Regions from separate parts of the Mus musculus genome. Here all the other regions are linked to region 3. Evidence: chromatin contacts called from public Hi-C, HiChIP or PLAC-seq and promoter capture Hi-C data. All regions are on one chromosome and are shown on one strand. The core of a region is the stretch at or near the end of the contact, and the rest is flanking DNA. Distances in the headings are between cores, read along the strand shown.

Region 1 (3,602 bases), core at 775-3,274, 2.3 Mb before region 3:
ACAGGTTCTTGGTGTGGCCCAGGATGGTCTCAAACTCTACAGGCTCCTGCCTCAGCTGTCTGAATGTTGAGATGTCAGCATATGTGAACAGACTTGCTTAACTTATTGAGTGACTAAAGCAGGATCTATTTAAGGGGACAGAACAATGTGAGCTGAGAACTTTCAACTGGAACATGAATGCAAAAATGGTGTTTTGTTTTGTTACAGAGACAAGAGTTCTCCAACCCTTAGGATAATCACCATGCTGCTATAAGGTAACTACTCTCTCTAAAGTTCTAGAGCAGACAGCTCCCAAAGTGTCTTTCGTCATCAAGAAACCTTCAAACTCATTGAAAGAATGCATCTTGACAGTTGGTGGTGCACGCCTTTAATCCCAACACTCTGGAGGTAGAGGCAGGTGGATCTCTGAGTTCCAGGTCAGCCTGGTCTACAGAGTGAGTTCCAGGACAGCCAGGGCTACACAGAGAAACCCTGTCTCAAACAAAGGAAAGGGAGGGAGGGAGGGAGGGAGGGAGGAAGGAAGGAAGGAAAGAAGGAAGGAAGGAAGGAAGGAAGGAAGGACCTTAATGCCATTTGCTTATTTCAAAACACTACATTTTTCTTTGCACAACAAGCAGAGGAGCTAAGGTGTGCTTGGAGGAGAAAGTCTGGTGATTGACAGGTCTTCCTTAAGTCTGCTCCAGTTAATAACCCTATCAATGATCTTTGTTTGCCGTATGTTGTGTAGTCAGTAGAGTACTAGGTTGAATAGATTTGAACAGGAGTCATGGACACTGTTCACAAGTCACTTACAATGTGATTATGGAACAAGGCATATAGGACACTACTGGCCACATGTAACTAACAACAACATTGTGATCACCCTTAGAAAATAGGACAGTATAAACCTCAAGCAGTCAGCCCCCATTTGTGGACACTGCGTTTGTAAACTGCCTACTCCCTAAAACCTACCTAAAATGTCCAAATCAATCCTCACAGTGTTTTGGTTTTTCTCCAACAAGGAGAAAGGCAAATTTTAGTTGCCTAGTGTGCTTGTCCCTGAGGTTAAACAAGGCACTCTGCCCTCTTGAGTTTTCAGACCGTAAAAAACTAACCTTTCTACCGACTACTTAGTGTCCCTTTCCCACAGTTTTACTGATTTTTCTATTAAAAGTGCCCCCCAAGTATACTGCTGCAAGATTCTGAGGTGACAAAAGTTAATGATGTAATATAGAGAAAATATGTGTACTAAATTATCTTCAATTAGGTATGTATCAGAAGACTGTTGGACAGAGTTTAACGTTAATGAAGTGACAATATAAATTAAATAAGGAACATGCATAAAACAAGACTTCATATTGGTTGATGAAAATGTGGTCCGAAGCCAAGTATGGCAGTACGTTGCTGGTGACCACAGTGCTCAGACAGGCATGTGAGATAAGTTTGACGAATGCCTGGACTGCACAAGACTTTTGTCTAAGGACACTCACGAGTGTGCGTGTGCAATCAGAGACTAGCTTTCCTCAGAGTTTGCTAATTCAGCATTCCTGACATGTTTACACAATATAACAACTGCAGATAAAGAGAAGGATATACACGAAGGATAAAGTATCTCTCAAAATTAACACAAGGAAAAGAACAAAACTTCCCAAGAAATTACTACCCACAGCTACACAGCTCTACCAAAGAAACTAAGCAAGCAGCGACCCTGGTTTCCAGTGCCCTCTGCCTCGCTATTCTCGCTGTCCCTTCTCCATTTATGTTTTCCAAGAAAGCTACGCTCGATCTGACAGACTCGGATCATCAACGCACTAATTAATGTACAAGTGGGTTCTCTGAGATTTGCACAAAATCAATTATAAAGTTCTACGGGAACCCACAGAATAGTATTTCCTCAACGTGGAAATCTACCTTTTGGATCTACGCAACCACGTAAATACACTTTAGGTCTCACGCAGCTCCTGCTCCTTCCTATGTCTTAAGAAAGCCGTCAAGCGCTAGCCTTCCGCCCTACCAGGAAATGGCTGTCCGCGCACGCTCTGCGCATGCCCGGAGTCGCACTGCTTAAAGGAACTGCCCCAGAAGGCAAGATGGTGACCGGGCCTGCGGCGAGACGCTCCTCCCAGCATGCCTAGCGGCCGGCCGGGAGCCGAGTGATGGGGATCCGGTAGGACCCGGCGAGCGGCCGAAGCTGAGGTGCAGCCGCGGGCCCGGGCGTTGGGCGCTCACAGAGAGCCAAGATGGAGACGTGGCGCTGTGTGAGGAGGGGCTACGGCCGCTGTGTGGCGGGGCGAGGCCGGTCAGTGGCGAGCGGCCGGCGGGATGGACAGAGGGAGGGACCTGGAGGGGCGGGCGGGGAGGGGAGGGGCGGGGCGGCGGGGCGCGGGAGGAAGGCGGAGGAAGAGGGTCCGCGGCGGGGACGCGCCAGGCGGCGCCCGGGGAGAGGTAACGCGCGGGCGGGCAGCAGCGGTGGCCGCGGCCTCCGGGATCCTGCGGGCCTCGCGCGGCCTCCACGCTCGCCGCCGCCGCCCGCGCGCAGGGCCCCGCCCGGAGGGAGGCTGCGCGCCCCGGGGTGGCTGGGCAGCGTCGGTCACGCGGAGGCCAACTTTCACCGCCACTCAAGTTCTTGCTCCGTCCTGGGTATTTTTCTTTCAATCCACTCTTTGAGAGCCTGGCGTGATGGCTCACGCCTGCACTTTCCACACCCCGGAGGCCGAGGCGGGAGGATAACCATGAATTTGAGGCTGGCCTGGATTAGGCAGCGAGCGTGACACTCCGCCTCCAAAAGTAAAAAAATAACTCACTTGAAATTTTAAAGCGCCACAGTACATGCAGCCTCTAATAATGTCACCCCAAGTAGTATCCACCGAATCTTAAATTGGATGTACGGATTATGTTTTTCTCCTATAAACTTTGAGGACTTAGTTATTAAGATTCCAGTGGTTTGTATAACCTTTGAAACTATATCGTACCACGCGTGGGAAATAGCACACTGTCGTTACATAAGCCGTTGGGATCTGCCCACTCCATTCCTGGTTCCTGTGCTATGGCATTTTCTGAGTACCAGCTGTGTGCTTGGCCCTTGGGTGGAGACTGGGCTTTCAGAGAATACTGAGGTTCGAACCCTCAAAAGCTCACTATCTTACAAGAAAAAGATGTGGTATAAATAACTGCCAATCCAAAGAATAAGCGTCACTGTGCAGGTTGCAGTATAGAAACATTTCAAGACAGAAAGTAAACCGTTATAGCACTGGGGAGGTGGAGGCAGGAGAATTAGAGACACCACCAGCCTGTGCTGATGGTCTTGGACTTGGTTTTTGTCTTGGTTTTTTGTTTGTTTGTTTTTTAGAGAAGGAGGGTTTTTCTTTGTATCTCTGGCTGTCCTGGGATTCATTGTGTAGACCAGGCTGGCCTTCAACTCAGATCTGCCTACCTCTGCCTCCTGAGTGCTGGGATCAAACTCATGGGCCACCTCAAAATTTTTAAATTTAAAAACAAAACAAGACAAGATCCAAGTGCTGAAATCCCTTTGAATGACTTTCGGGGTCAATTGCAAGATATAGTGCCCATGTTGTGACCTTAAAGATTTACAGTAGGGTTGATTTAGAGAATAGTTTGAGAGT
Region 2 (3,617 bases), core at 594-3,093, 2.3 Mb before region 3:
CTAGCAGGCACAGACTGATGCAACGCCGTCTCAGTTTGCGGGTGTGACAGGCGCCTTGTCTGTTAAATAGTTCTGGTTCGAGAAGTTGTGTATCAGGAAACCAAAGATCGCAAATGACCAAAGAGGTCTCAAGATTGCCTAGCAAGAATCTCCTCACTTCCTTACATTTCTTTGAAAAAACTGCTACTCACACCCCACGTACACAACACTGACCTAGGCAAACTTCTCCCTACTCTTAAGAACTTGGTCTTCTTGCTGTCTTGAGAAACTTGCTCAACCCAGCGACACACTCCCATCTGTCTGACTCTGCATCATCTCCAAATGCTGCCAGCCCCTTGCATGCCCCAAGCTCAGTTTACCCCAATCTCTTCTCTCAGCTTCCTCAGGGCAGATTCCTGAGTGCTTTTTGAATATTCACTGCACTATTAACATTATTATTGCCCCTCCGTCAATACCCCTCTTCTTCAAGACTTAACACTAGCAACTGAGTTTCCTCATCGTGGGTTAAGCAGAACTGGTCCCGAAGCTCAAAGCTGCTACTGCTCTGCAACAGAAACTTTAGCAAACTTTTAAACTTCCTTGAATCTGCTTCCTCATCATGAAGTTGTACAAAATGCCCAGCATACACACAGCAGTGCACATAAGCACTTATTTCATGTTATTGTTCTCATTTCCCAGGAAAACGAGTTCTCAAAACTTAAGCTGAGGCAACAAAATTTAAGAAAAACAGTACTAAATTTGGAACAGTGAATTTATGTAAAAAAAAATTACCATTTATTTATTTGGGGGGACGACACCTTCAGTGGTCAGAGGACAATTTGCAGGAGTCAGTTCTCTCCTTCCACCATGTAGGTCCCAGGGAATGAAAACAGTTCTTCGGGCTTGACAGCAAGCATCTTTACCTGCTGAGCCATTGTGCCACACCAACCACCCTCAAGTCTCACTTAAGTACACATGTGTCTCCTGAAAAGACTCATCAAAACTCAGAAGCAAAGGCTAAAGATCCAAGACGAGCGTCTTAACAGCGAAATCTTCCCAAGATTCTACCTGCCTCACGGCAAGCCAGCCACTGAATGAGAAGAGGAAACGTCCCTTCCGTTACATAAGCCCCACAACACACCCACTAACATTTTTAAGTGTGTGTTTTCCCTCTGGAATGCACCAGCCCAATTCTGCAAATTTCATTTCAAGAGAAAGTCCACATAGGACAGAGGACTAGGTCATCCATTTAAAGACATCCACCAGTGTTCCACCCCAGAATGGCTGGTGGAGCCCAGCATCCCTTATGGAGCCTGCACTCCAGTCTACCAGGAGTCCATTCTCATGCTTAGAGTTCCCATCATCTCCATCCTGGGGTCCCTCTCTCCTGACTGAGGTCTCCAATATCTCCATCCTGGAGTCCTGTCTCCTGGCAAGGGTCCCCAGCATCTCCATTCTGAGATCCCATCTCCTGCCTGGGGTCCTCAACATCTCGAACCTAGAGTCCCATCTCTGCCTGGAGTTCCTGTGTACTGTCTAGGGTCTCCTGTCCGAGTCTCCATCCCTCCCTACCAACCTACCTACCACTCGCCGCACCCAGCCGCAGCCCGGAGCCCGTGCCCCGCCCAGTGTCCCTATCCAGAAACTCACCCGTGCGGTAACCTTATAGACAGTGTAGCCCCTGGGGTGTCGCTGGGGCTCGGTGACAGTGTAGAAGCGGGCCAGGTCCGCACTGTGACCCCAAGGAGAGGTCATCCTCCCTCCGCCCGTGCTTCCGCCAGCTGGGGACCATCGGGCAGCCCCAGCTGTGCCGGACTCCACGCAGCACTAAGCACGAGCACCGCGAAGAGGGGGCGGTGGCTCCTGGGGGGCTGTCGCTTGGATCTGCTTCCGGATCACCACACAGACTTCCGGGTCATCCCGGTCGACGTTCGGGATAAGAAGGTGCGGCTCTGGATCCTCTCCGAGCTGTATCGTCCGCTGTGGTTACTAGCGCCTAGCTCAGTCGCCATGGATACCGGAGGCGTCCCTACTAAGTCTCCTGGTGCACTAGCTTCGATGTCTACTAGAATTTGCGAGCTGGGGAGAGGGTTGGGCCTCCCGCCCTGTGCTCCTGTAGAGTCCTGGGTGATGGACGCAGCGGTACCCGAGCCAAGCATCTCCTTTCCTTCCCTACTTACTCTGTGCGGTGCCCACAGCAACATCGCAGCGCTCTGACAGACACGTCCCCATTTTCCCGTAGATGAACCCTCTTTGACATACCTACAGCTGCACGACAAGCCCTCACCCTACGTAGAATAGAAGTGCATCCCTCCCACTCTCTCAGGGAGATTGCTTGAGACCAACATGGGTCAAGTAGTGAGTTCAGAGTTAAGCTGGGCTACATGGGGAGAACCTGTCTCAAAACACAAAATTTGCTCAGTCACAGGATCCAGGGCAGTCTGCTATACATAACAAGACTCTCAACAACAACAACAACAAAGAAGTTTGTTGTTTTTTCAACAGTCCCTAGACTCTTAAATGTGCATCTGTTGTGGGGGTTGTAGAAGGAGACTCTCAAAGTCACTACAAAGAGTCTCCAGTTTCTATTGATTGGCATCCCCTACCTGGCAATTTTTTTTTAACTTTCTCTTGATCAGAGCTCTCATTCCCAAAAGATTCATTGCAAGGTTCTGTCGTTGTTAATTCTGTGTCTCTTGCTTCCTCTCCTCCCTGCCTTCTAACCCCTAGAACACACAATTAAGGAAGGAAGGAAGGGAAGAAACAAAGAGGGAGAAACAGAGATGGTAAGAAGAATTAGAGATGTGGTTGAGTAGTTAGTTAGGATCTCTGATTGCTCTTCCGGAGGAATGGGTGAGGTTCAAATCCCAGCATGCCAGTGGCAGCTCTTAGCTGCCTGTAACTCCAGTTCTGAGGGATCTGATGCCCTCTTCTGGCCTCCTCCAGCACACAAGTAGTACACATACCTAAGAGCAGAAAAACACCCATAGACATAAAAATAAAAATCCTTTTACAAAGGAAAAGAGTGACTTTAGCACCCTTTGTCTGCTCACATCTCCATCCCAGCCTGACACCCTTGCTCATTTGAAAACTACTTGCTCCACTCATGTGCTGATTTCCACTCTCTTTGGCAGAAAGAAAAACGTTGTTCTAATAATGTCTCCACCCTGTATGTTTGATCTTCGACTATTAACCTCTTCTGAGCCTTTAGGCTTTTCTTATTATTTCTCTTATGTGTATGGGTCTTTTGCCTGCCTGCATGTATGTTGACCACATGTATACCTGGTACCCACAAAAAAAAAAAATCACCACAGATCCCCAGGATGGTTCATGTGGGTCCTGGGATCCAAATCCAGGTAGGTCCCCTGCAAGAGCACCAGGTGTTCTTAACTGCTGTTATCTCTCTAGCTCAAGCCTATACAGTCAAAAAACTAGCTATCACTTATTCATTAACCCTGAATTCACTACCTGCTATGTGTCAGACTTTATACTAATGAGGCATTGGAGTTATAAAGACTGTTCCTCTCTTTCTTTACATACCATCACTAGTATGCAACGAAGTATATAAATATGACCAGTACATACCATGGCATGCTATAGAAAACCGATAATCCAGAATGGCCTCTGATCAAAGGAAA
Region 3 (3,342 bases), core at 135-2,634:
GTAGTCTCTGAGTTTGGGTTACAAGGACAAAACACTTCTGTGTGGTCTGGATGTAATCATCAACTCAATTAGGTCAGACAGGAAGTCAAAGAACAGGTAGGTGAAGAAAGGAGATGCCATTATAAGTGTGAGGGCTTAGGCTCCCCACTGTGGGACTTACCAGAGGGAGCTCCCAGGTTCCCTACCTTCCAGACGGGAAGAAGAAAGGTCTGAGGGGTTGAGAACAGGTCTGTGAGGATGTCTCTTCCTGTTCTCCATCTATTGTCTGTAGGGCCACTGAAATATGGCTATTTTACTCTCTGCATCATTAGGTCTTAATGCTTAGGAAGTTGCAATAGGAATGGCTCCCTAGAGAGAGGAGTGTCTCCAAACCCATAGCCTTCTACACCTCCTGGGGTGTGGCGTGACACCTGTATGGAACCACACAGCCTTCTAGGATGGTGGGATCATCCTGGCTTGCTTTAACGCAAGTAGGCTATGGAAAGTCTGATGGACAGGGACAGGCTATAGAAAAAAAGGAACTGGTCCTGTAGTTCAGAAAAAGGTCACAAGGCCACTGCCCAGGATTTCTGTAGTTTCTGAGGTACCCCTGGCCAACATGAAAGGGCCTAGTTAGAGCTCGGAGGAAGGGCTAGTACTGGCTAGGGAAGGCTCTCCTTCCTGCACAGGAAGACAGCAGCACACTGCCCCTCAACTACAGACATGTTGACTTGCCACAGTTTTGCACCTACCTCCTGGCTGTGTATGCAGAGGAGATGATGGGTGGCTTCCTACACGAATCTGGCCTTCTTAGTTCAGAGTTCTCAGCGGGAGCTGAAGAGCCTGTTACAGGGATCCCTACATTGAAGGGATTGGGAAAAGTCATTTAATTTGTGTTATGGATGCAGAGCACACCAACACCAAGCCATGCAACTCACACCTAACCGAAGCCATCAGACGGAGCAGAGCTGGGAGCCATACCCTGTGGTTGCCTGAGGTCTCTAGCACAGGATGTTTTTTTGTCATACAAGCCCCATCGAGTACATTCTACCACCTGCTGCTACGCAGGAGGCTGGCATGGCAGAGCGTATTCTGCCCCACCCTAAGTCAGCAGATCCAAACCAAGATCCCAAAGCATCTTCCTCCACAGTTACCTCAAGTCCCAGGTTCTGTCTCAAGTGTCTCAGGAGAGCCTTCAGCCCTTTCTTTCTAGGTCTCTCTGGTCTCAGAAGGCTGGGGAAGCTGTCAAGCCGAGTTTCTGAAGAAGTTTCTAAACCCCCTCACCATTTTCTTCTTATACTGACGTTATTTTCGCACAGCAGCATGCTGAAACAGGAAACACAAGCCACAGTGTTCACAAACCTCAGTTCCTCTCCTTGCCCTTAGCAATTTGAGAGGGCCCCTGCACTCTTGGGGCCTCCAGGGCTGGTGAGGAAGTCCACCCAGGCACCCACTCTCCAACTACCTGATTGGTCTGCTCTCTGGCAGTTTCAGCCCAGTATTCACTTCCTCTGGTTGGTGCTGTAGCTCGGTAGGTAGAGTGCTTACTTGCCTAGCAAGCACAAAGCCCTAGACTCCACCCCCAGCATTAAAAGCCAGACCTGAAACCCCGGCATTCAGGAAGTAGAGGCAGGAGGACCAGGAGGTCAAGATCATCCATATTGAGTTCAAGGCTAGCCTGAGCTACATGAAACCCTGTTTAAAAAAAAATGTTTTTCTAGGACTACACAGGGATGAATTCTGGGCCATATCTATACCTTGCCACTTCTGTGGTAAGACCCAGGAGGGATGTTTCTCATACCATCTAGCTGTTTGGAGTCTCTTTTTCCCAATACTGGCATTGGGTAGAGTCTCCTGTGGTCTGAAGGATCTGTGTGTTTTGTGGAGTTCCAGATCCTTGAGGGCATCCTGGATTCATGTCTTTATGAGGCAGTGTGGAGGGGTGAAATATGGAGGGCTAGAGGGCAGAAGGCAGGTAGCCAAAAGAATCTGAAAAATCCCAGTGAATTGAACTAAGAAATTTTGGGAAAAATTAAAGAGAACTGATACATTAAAAAGAAACTTACAAATGGGAAATCCCAGAGCAACTCAGGATAGATAAACAGGAAACTGAGTTTGTACAAGTTCAAGGACTGCTCTGCAACCTTCTGAACAAGCCACTCAGTATGGAGACTATACAGTTCGAAATGTGTGAGGCAGGTGTGAGACAGGTGTGAGGCAGGTGTGAGACAGGTATGAAGCAGGTGTGAGGCAGATAATGATATATTCAAGTAGCTAGGATAAGTTTTGTTAACATGGAGAACTTATCACAGTCCTCTTCATGACTGCTATTTCCTCATTCTCTTAAGAGAAAAAGTCAAGAAGTAGGCAGGAAGGAAGCACGCAGGCCAGATTCTTATACTAGAACCCAGACCAAGGAGGCTCCTAGGGTGAGAAATACCCGAGAACACAGGGAGACAGGAGATTGTATCAGAATTGCCATAGATCCTTTTGGACTTTATTAAAAACTATATAGAAATGTATACAGAGATCAAATTCTTATCTATGGCTGGGTACTCTTTGGGTGCTATACTCATGCTACTGGGACTAATGTTAATGCAAGTTCAAAGTCACATAGCATGGGTTCATGAGTACATGGGTACATGAGTGCATGAGTGCATGGGTGCATGAATACATGAGTGCATTACCAGCCCAAGTAATTTATTCTAGAATAAAGCTCCAGGTACTTTTATTAGTCTACTAGTGGTATCTATCTATCTATCTATCTATCTATCTATCTATCTATCTATATGCTGTGGTTTGGATCCCCCAAAGTTCCACATCTCAGAGCCTAGCTCCCCACCTCAGCACTGCTGGAAGGTGCTAGAATCTTGGGAATGGGCTTATTGGGAGGCAGTTAGACTGTTGGTAGTGTGTCCTCAGAGGGGAGAGTCCATCTAGGCTCTTCTCTCCACTTTTTACTTTCTAGTCATGAGGTGAGCTTTTGCCCTATCACGAAGTTCTGCTCTGCTGTTCACCTCATCACAGGCCTGGAAACGTCTGAGGTAACTGATCATGGAATGAACCTTCCAAACTTCTCTCTTCATAACTTATTTTTTGGGGGAGTTTGTTAAGGCGAGGGAAAGCTGATTGACAAACCTTGAGTCTGTCAGGAGGTCTGGGGTAGGCAAACTGTTGTTAGTCTTTCGAAGACTTTGCTCTTTAGTCTTTCAAGGATTTTGCTGGTCACTTTTAAATCAGATGTCCACACATCTCAGAGGTGGTCCAACATCCAGTCATTGGGTGGGAGCAATAGTATTCATCCCCTACATTTACAAGGTTGTCTGCTATGCTACATGGAGCTAGTTGCAGTCCACATCTGTG
Region 4 (3,412 bases), core at 98-2,597, 2.2 Mb before region 3:
CTATCTAAACATAAAGAAACAACCGGGGGCTGGTGAGATGGCTCAGTGGGTAAGAGCACCCGACTGCTCTTCCGAAGGTCCAGAGTTCAAATCCCAGCAACCACATGGTGGCTCATAACCATCCGTAACAAGATCTGACTCCCTCTTCTGGTGTGTCTGAAGACAGCTACAGTGTACTTACATATAATAATAAATAAATCTTAAAAAAAAAAAAAGAAACAACCAATCAATGTATCAGTAATAAATTGTTTTTGATACATAGCAATTAAGTGACTTAGAAAAAGAAAGTAACTAATAAAATAGGCACACATATTTAGTCTCTTGGGGTATTTTAAACCATGATCTTGACCCAAGTGAGACTTGAAGTAAGAAAGTAACATTTTCTAGTTACATGGCGGCAGGTAACAATATATGTATAGAAAGGATTATAGATTTTTTTTTTAAACTAGATTTCCTTCAACTGAATGAATACTAAGCATCTTTTAAAATGTGACATTTACAGTGGTGACAAAAACATCAGGTGTCACAAGTGCCCTCTAGCAAAATTTTAAGTTACAATAACAAGCCTAAAATTAACAAATGCAAACATAATATTGTGGTGACTCATGGTGGTGTTTGGGAGCCTGAAGCAAGATTGTCAAGTTTGAGGCCAGCCAGGGGGACACTGTGATTTCCAGACCAGCCTGCCCTACACAGTGGAAGAGACCGTTTTAAATAAATAAATCACATACAAAAACCTTTTACCTACTATTATTTCTGTTATTCTAGTGGCATTTGAATTTATGATGGTAGAAAAAAACAAGATCATTTCTTAAGGAAGCCTTGACTTATCCCACTAACCATTCTTGATCAGTGATTTGCCTTCCACTGTCTCACGGTTAAGAACTAATAGCTGGACTCAGTAATACTGCCAAGTCTTTATCACCGGAGCATTTATTGAACATTCACTTATACGTGACCAGTAGGTGCCAAGCTGGGCTGACTACTAATACTAATACAATTAAATCAGGGCTGTTCCAAGGACATTTAACATGGAAACAAACTTTCCAGATCTCAAGACCTTTCTTCTGCAGTGGCGACAAAAACACCTGAGATCTCTTTTACCGCCAGTTTCCAAGCGTGCCCGTGTGTGCGCCTGTGTGTAGGCCAGAGGGCAACCTCGGTGTCCTTTCTCAGGAGCTGTCCTCCTCACCTGTCAGTGCTGGCTGGGAATACACCCTGGAGCCACCGTGCCAGGCTTTTCTCGTGGTGCTGGAGCCCAGTCTTCACGCTTCTATAGTATGCACTTTACCCACAGACCGTTGCCCCAGCCCGGCCTATGACTTCCTACCAGCCTGAAAGGATCCCAGTTATCTAGACGTTCCAGTCTTTACCTGATTGCCCAGCACTGCTGTGGCACAAGCCGTCGACACCTCCTTGGGTCCAAACCATACCGAGGCGACGGGGGAGGGCAAGCCCAGGATGAAGACCTGGGCCACGGAGCACAGGATCTGCCCCAGCATGGTGACCCAGAAGAGGTGCCGCTGCACGCTGCCGCACTTGACCCAGGCTCCCAGGCAGTTGAGGCCGGAGCCCAGCAGCGCCGTGAGCCGCAGGCCTCGCGTGTCCAGCAGCCAGGTGGCCGGGAAGATGAGGGGCACGTAGGCCACCATGTACACCATGGACAGCCAGTTGATGTGCAGCGGCGACACCTCGTAGAAGTCCTCGAACACGTTGCTGATGCTGCTGTACTGGATCCACTGGAAGGCGTTCACCAGCGAGTAAAGGCTGAAGATGAGCAGCACCACGAAGCGCCTCGGCGACAGCGCTGTGCGCGGGGGACACGCGGGGCATGGGACGTCCTCCCCGTCGCCCGCGGGCAACAGCCGGGCCTGGGTCTCCTCCTCCGCCGCTATCAGGGCTTGCGGCCCGCCCTGGGCTCCCGCGATCAGCGGGCCGAGCCCGGGGCCTCCGTTCAGCGCCTCAGGCCCGTTTTGCGGTACCAAGCGCGCCTCCCCGTCCGGGGCGCCCTTGGGCACTGGAAGGTATCCCTTCCCCAGCGGGTGCCCGGGCGCCACGGCCGGCCCCACCTCGTCATCGGGCCGCGCCATGCCTCCCGGCTCCCCGCCCCGCCGCCCCTTAGTGCTCCTCGCCGGCTCCTAGGTCCCACCCGGTTCAGCGCGCTCGCCTGCGCCGCTTGCTGACTAAGTGAAGCAGAGCTCACCGCGCCTGGCTCTTGCCGGCAGTCCCCGCCCCCAGGGCATCTCGTATCGCGTAGTGCGACCCTCCATCCAATCATTGAGCGTTTCGGAAGTCCAGAAAACCAATCGGGGAGTTGCCGAGAAGAGGGGCGGGGTCAAGCTTGTGAAGATGTAAGAGGAGCCCAAGGCAGGCGTTCTCTACGCTGTGGTTTGCTGGAGCTGCCAGGCCTTTCTCTGCGCTCGCTCCGCAGCGTTTAGCCTCAGGTTATCTTGGAAGGAGAGCGCCAGAAAGCATTTCCGTCCGCCCAAAGAAAGAGGCTTCCTCAGAAGCAGGCCTTTGCGTTGATTGAGCTGAGCGGCTCCATCCACGCAGAGGACTGAAGGAGGTAATGGACAGGTGCAGCCCCTGCCTGCCTCCTGTACCCCACCAGTAACCAAAGTCTGTGCATAAGCTAACCGTGTACTTGCACATCCCGGGACCGGATGAGGGCAGAGCTCCGGAAGCATCAGGGTCCTACTGGGCCTTAGACAAAGTCAGCCTGCTACCCTTTGGGAAGCTGTGCGTGCAAACACGGGGTGCCAGGACTTAAGATTTACTCACTCTCTCTCCCTCTGATCCTCCTTTTTAGACAGGGTGTCACCCGGGACTCTGTAGGCAGGTTGACCCGAATTCATGGAAATCCACCTATCTCTGCTTCCTGAGTGTTGGAATGACTCTGGCGCTAATGAGCTCACAGTGGCTGCAGGGGACCTGCAGAAGACCAAGCCCATAAACCTTTAGTCATGGGGAGATAGGAGAACTATTAACAGTTTGAGGGTGCAGAGGGACAAGGCATTGTCTATGGTGATACAGCCGCTGGGGAGTTCCCCATGCTGTGAATAGCTCCACAAAGTATTTTGTAAATTAATTCATTTCTTTAGGAAAAGTGAGGCTCGTATAGAGCGAGACTGTTCAGGGGGTAACGTCTCTTTCTGACAACCCGGCAAACCTGAGTTCAGTTCTTCAGCACCCGCAGAGTTGTTCTCTGACCATCACACAGGTGCCCTCCCCAACAAACACACTATGTTAAGAAAAGAAGGGAAACCCTGTAAGTTCTTCCCAGCACGGCTTTGTAGATGTTCCTTTGGAGGTTGTTTTAGATTATTGAGTAACTGAATTAGATTATTGAGTCTCTGAAAAAAAAAAAAAAACTAAATGAGGAACCCAATGGACTTAATCTGCGCTCAAAACG
Region 5 (3,389 bases), core at 688-3,187, 2.1 Mb before region 3:
TCTGTGGCTGGCACAGAGTGAGAGCTTAAATATACTGCTGACCACGGAAACAGCAGAGTCTGCCTACTTGGTCCCTAAAAACAGTATGTTGAATGAAACAGGAAGGGCACAAAAGGGGGGGGGATATGGATTCTAGCTTACCTTCCTGGCTTTCTCCAACACATCATCCAGATCCTACAACAAACAGAAGCAACCACGTTTGTTTTACACGAGTAATTAACTGCTCTTGGTCCATATACAGGCAGCAGAGGCACCATTAAGGACAACATTGTTAGCAAGGAACAGAGTGGCAGAAAATGAAGTCACCCTCCTCCTTACTCTCACAGTCCATGATGCACACTATATCAAAACAGAGATCTCTGTTGCCAAACACACAGAGCTTTCCTGTCCTCTCTCACTCTGTCCCTCAGAGGCTTCTGGACATTTCCCTCATGATTTGCTTTCACAGCCTAGTGGTAGGTAACTCTTCAGTCTCCTTGACTGATTCTCTGTCCTTTTTGTGACTTCAAGCTCTTCTGTTCTCTTTCCACTTGCCTTAAGGGATTCTGCCTTTTTCCTTTGTTTGTTTAACATCCTCGACCACACTATGTAAGATCTCTATCACTAAGCTATATCCTCCCCTTCTCGTGGTTTTTGATACCATGCTGAATCTCCAACTTACAGAGTTTTTACTCTCTCCAAGACCCACGACTCACATTTGAAATGATTATGTATTCTAATCTTTCCACTTGGATGAGATCAGACTTAACCAATATCCCCCCACTAGGATTTCCAGCTGCCCACCTGCCCACTCTGATCCCAAACCTTTTCTCGTCTCAGCAAAGGCCATCACCATCTTCCTTACAGGAAGCACAAACTGAAATCTAAGTCATGCTCGATTTCTTCCTCCCCTTGCTGTTCTTATCCAAGGCATGCATGTACTGTTGGTGTTATTCCTAAAATTTGTTGAGTACATGGTATTCTCATGATATTCTCACTGTACTGGCTTCTACCAGCTCTTGTCTGTAAACTGAGACGTTTCCTAAATGCTCTCACTTTCTCTCCTCCACCTTTTTGCCACTCAGCAGCAAATTTGTCTTCAGAATATTCGCTCTCTATATATATTTAAAATGGGTTTGTTTTTAAACTTTTAAGGGTTAAGACTGTGCATCTAATGCAATCCAAATGTCTTACTGACCTTGACCTACCCTTCCCAGCTCCTGGAAATTTCTCCTTTATTAAGTGTTTCCAGCTGCTGGTTAACTAAAACAGATCAAATTCTATAATGTATGGGAGGTCTACAACCTGCCGGTGTTCATCACTACCATACACTCACACCCTAAGCGTCACCTCCTAAGAAAAAGGCACCTACTTCTCCTTCCTCTTCACTTTCCCCAATGTAGCCGGTAAAACCTATTTCCATCCCTACACATTCACTCCATCAAGTGTTATTATTTTTGTTTGTCCCTCTGCCGGGCCAGAACTAGAACCTCTGCTAAGGGCTTGGATGGATCAGCACACCTCAAGAGTGGTAGGAGAAAGGGGTGTTGAGACGACAAACTAAAGCTTCATAGAAATAGTTAACCGCCGTGTAAGATGAGGAATGTCAGTTCCAGGACGCTGGTTCGAAAGGGTCGCCATAGACTAGGTACGGTCTGAGGATTTGGGGGAGAAAAACTTGCGGGAAAGGAGACACGGCCCTCCCGACTCCCGCAAGCCCCAAGTCCCCCTCACATACGTTGTCAAAGTCCGAGGCGGAGAGATGGCAGTGACAGTCCACTAACCCCAAACCCATAGCTACTCCTGCAGGCTTCTCGACTGCAAGCCAGGCGGCGGAACTCTGGGGCCGCGGAACCCGAGGCGGAACCTTGCGGCGGCGGCGGATCGGGTTTCCAGTCGGACGCGTGCAGGAGCGTTCCAGGGAGGGAAGCATCCTTCCGGTCTCAGCGATTCCCGCCTTAGTTTAAACCGGGAAGATGGCGGCTGTCTCTGAAACAGTGCTCGTCTCCGCCCCGCAGGACCACGATGCCCAGGCCGCCTCAGACCCTCAGGCCACGGCAGCAGACTCTCCCCTAGAGGACTTCCGAGTGCGCTGCACCTTGAAGAGGGCGGTGATGGAAGTGATGGAGATGTGCGGTCGCTTCGTGCAGGAGCTCGGGGCCGTGCTGCCGGAGGACGTCCGCGAGCTCGCGCTGCGGGACGCACAGTGGGTACGGACCCCTCTTTCCCGGTCCTCACCCAGCGCATCCTGGCTCTGGCTCGGGGCCCATGTCAGGCCTTCGCAGATGGAACGATGCCCAAGACTGGCTTGGGAAATGCCAGGGAAGGCAACTAGATGCTAGTGCCGCCTGGGTGCTGCTTCCTGTCAGGAACATACAGGGCGAACACGTATGTAATCTTAAGAAGCAGGCGGTATTAAGTGTACCCATATTCTTGAACATGTACAGCGCTATACGTATAAACAAGGCATCACATTTTGCTTTCATAGCAAGCTTTCAAATCTTGTGTTTTACAAAACATTTCTTTTGGTAGTTAAGTGCGCAGTAAAGACAAAGTCGCTCTCCTGTGGGCCAGCGCAACTTTGCTGGTTGGTATGAGGAATTCTCCAGGAAATGATAATCCTTGAAGTCAGTCATCTGGCTAGGTTTTTGGTCATTGTTATTGTTTTTGTTTGTTTTTATAACATCGTGTGGATTCGGGGAGAAAACATTTTCTTTTTAAGTTGAAAATAGATGAAGAAGCTGTCTTGGTGTTAAATTTTACCAAGTTCTAGTTGAGCTGGTCATGACAGTGTATGCCAAGTACTCGGAAGGCAGGGGCATGCAAATCTCTGTGAGTTCGAGACTAGTCTGGTCCACGCCGTGAGTTCCAGACAAGCCAGGGCTACGTAGAACCTGTGCATCCTGTTGCTCCCCCGGCACCCATAAACCCTTAGAACACACTTATTTCTCCTATATTTTGTGTACCCCTGAATATGATGGTTTCTGGGAAAAGACACTAGAGATCGAAGGACTGCTAACTCAAGCAGATAAACAGCCTATATGTAGGGGAAAGTTTCAAGCTTGTAACAGCACATTCATGACCAATGACAAGAGTGCAGAGTAAATATAGAGGTTGTCAGCATCAAAAACTAAAACAACAGTGGTTAAGGGAAAGAATAATGAAGAAACCTTCCTTGGATTGTAGTTTTATACCCCAGTTTTGGGAATAGTAGCTCCTGTGTTATTCTCTCCTTAGAAGTAAGGCAAGGAGAGAAACGGCACTTAATGTTTTTAATAGTTATCTTGGGAGATGACTGTAACTAAGAGGGTTTATCTGATTATAGAAAAATGCTAAGATAATGAGAACATTTACATGTAGGAATAGACAAATGTGACTTCACCTCTAATAGCTTGTTGAATGAGATCTTA

The links. Promoter capture Hi-C pulls out the DNA fragments that hold promoters and counts their contacts. A called contact is a pair of places that touch in the nucleus more often than the background predicts. HiChIP or PLAC-seq counts read pairs in DNA pulled down with a chosen protein or histone mark.
Region 1: a promoter capture Hi-C map of the HPC-7 cell line shows a contact between it and region 3. The contact joins the promoter of Angel2 here to the promoter of Traf3ip3 in region 3. A contact is called at or near these places in 1 of 39 promoter capture datasets (the HPC-7 cell line), 1 of 115 datasets of contacts at active chromatin or transcription factors (large pre-B cells) and 1 of 9 other capture datasets (liver).
Region 2: an H3K27ac HiChIP or PLAC-seq map of acute myeloid leukemia shows a contact between it and region 3, with 9 times the contacts expected there. The contact joins the promoter of Rps6kc1 here to the promoter of Traf3ip3 in region 3.
Region 4: a contact with region 3 is called in a Hi-C map of B cells, with 7 read pairs. The contact joins the promoter of A230020J21Rik here to the promoter of Traf3ip3 in region 3. A contact is called at or near these places in 2 of 39 promoter capture datasets (the C10 cell line and pre-B cells) and 1 of 484 Hi-C or Micro-C datasets (B cells).
Region 5: a contact with region 3 is called in a promoter capture Hi-C map of pre-B cells. The contact joins the promoter of Nsl1 here to the promoter of Traf3ip3 in region 3. A contact is called at or near these places in 2 of 39 promoter capture datasets (the C10 cell line and pre-B cells) and 1 of 484 Hi-C or Micro-C datasets (B cells).

The regions. Positions count from the first base shown.
Region 1 is chr1:190,926,481-190,930,082 of GRCm38.p6, forward strand. It overlaps Angel2 (angel homolog 2), which reads left to right and starts at 2,025. Exons shown (of 9, transcript NM_021421.4): 1 at 2,025-2,278. The coding sequence starts at 2,220.
Region 2 is chr1:190,909,927-190,913,543 of GRCm38.p6, forward strand. It overlaps Rps6kc1 (ribosomal protein S6 kinase polypeptide 1), which reads right to left and starts at 1,844. Exons shown (of 15, transcript NM_178775.4): 1 at 1,630-1,844. The coding sequence starts at 1,734.
Region 3 is chr1:193,200,162-193,203,503 of GRCm38.p6, forward strand. It overlaps Traf3ip3 (TRAF3 interacting protein 3), which reads right to left and starts at 1,385. Exons shown (of 16, transcript NM_153137.4): 1 at 1,134-1,385; 2 at 732-837.
Region 4 is chr1:191,024,004-191,027,415 of GRCm38.p6, forward strand. A230020J21Rik (RIKEN cDNA A230020J21 gene) reads left to right here and starts at 1,348. Exons shown (of 2, transcript NR_027298.1): 1 at 1,348-2,566. Flvcr1 (feline leukemia virus subgroup C cellular receptor 1) reads right to left here and starts at 2,187. Exons shown (of 10, transcript NM_001081259.1): 1 at 1,374-2,187. The coding sequence starts at 2,090.
Region 5 is chr1:191,061,084-191,064,472 of GRCm38.p6, forward strand. Nsl1 (NSL1, MIS12 kinetochore complex component) reads left to right here and starts at 1,938. Exons shown (of 6, transcript NM_198654.3): 1 at 1,938-2,189. The coding sequence starts at 1,956. Tatdn3 (TatD DNase domain containing 3) reads right to left here and starts at 1,827. Exons shown (of 10, transcript NM_001357166.1): 1 at 1,718-1,827; 2 at 142-174. The coding sequence starts at 1,774.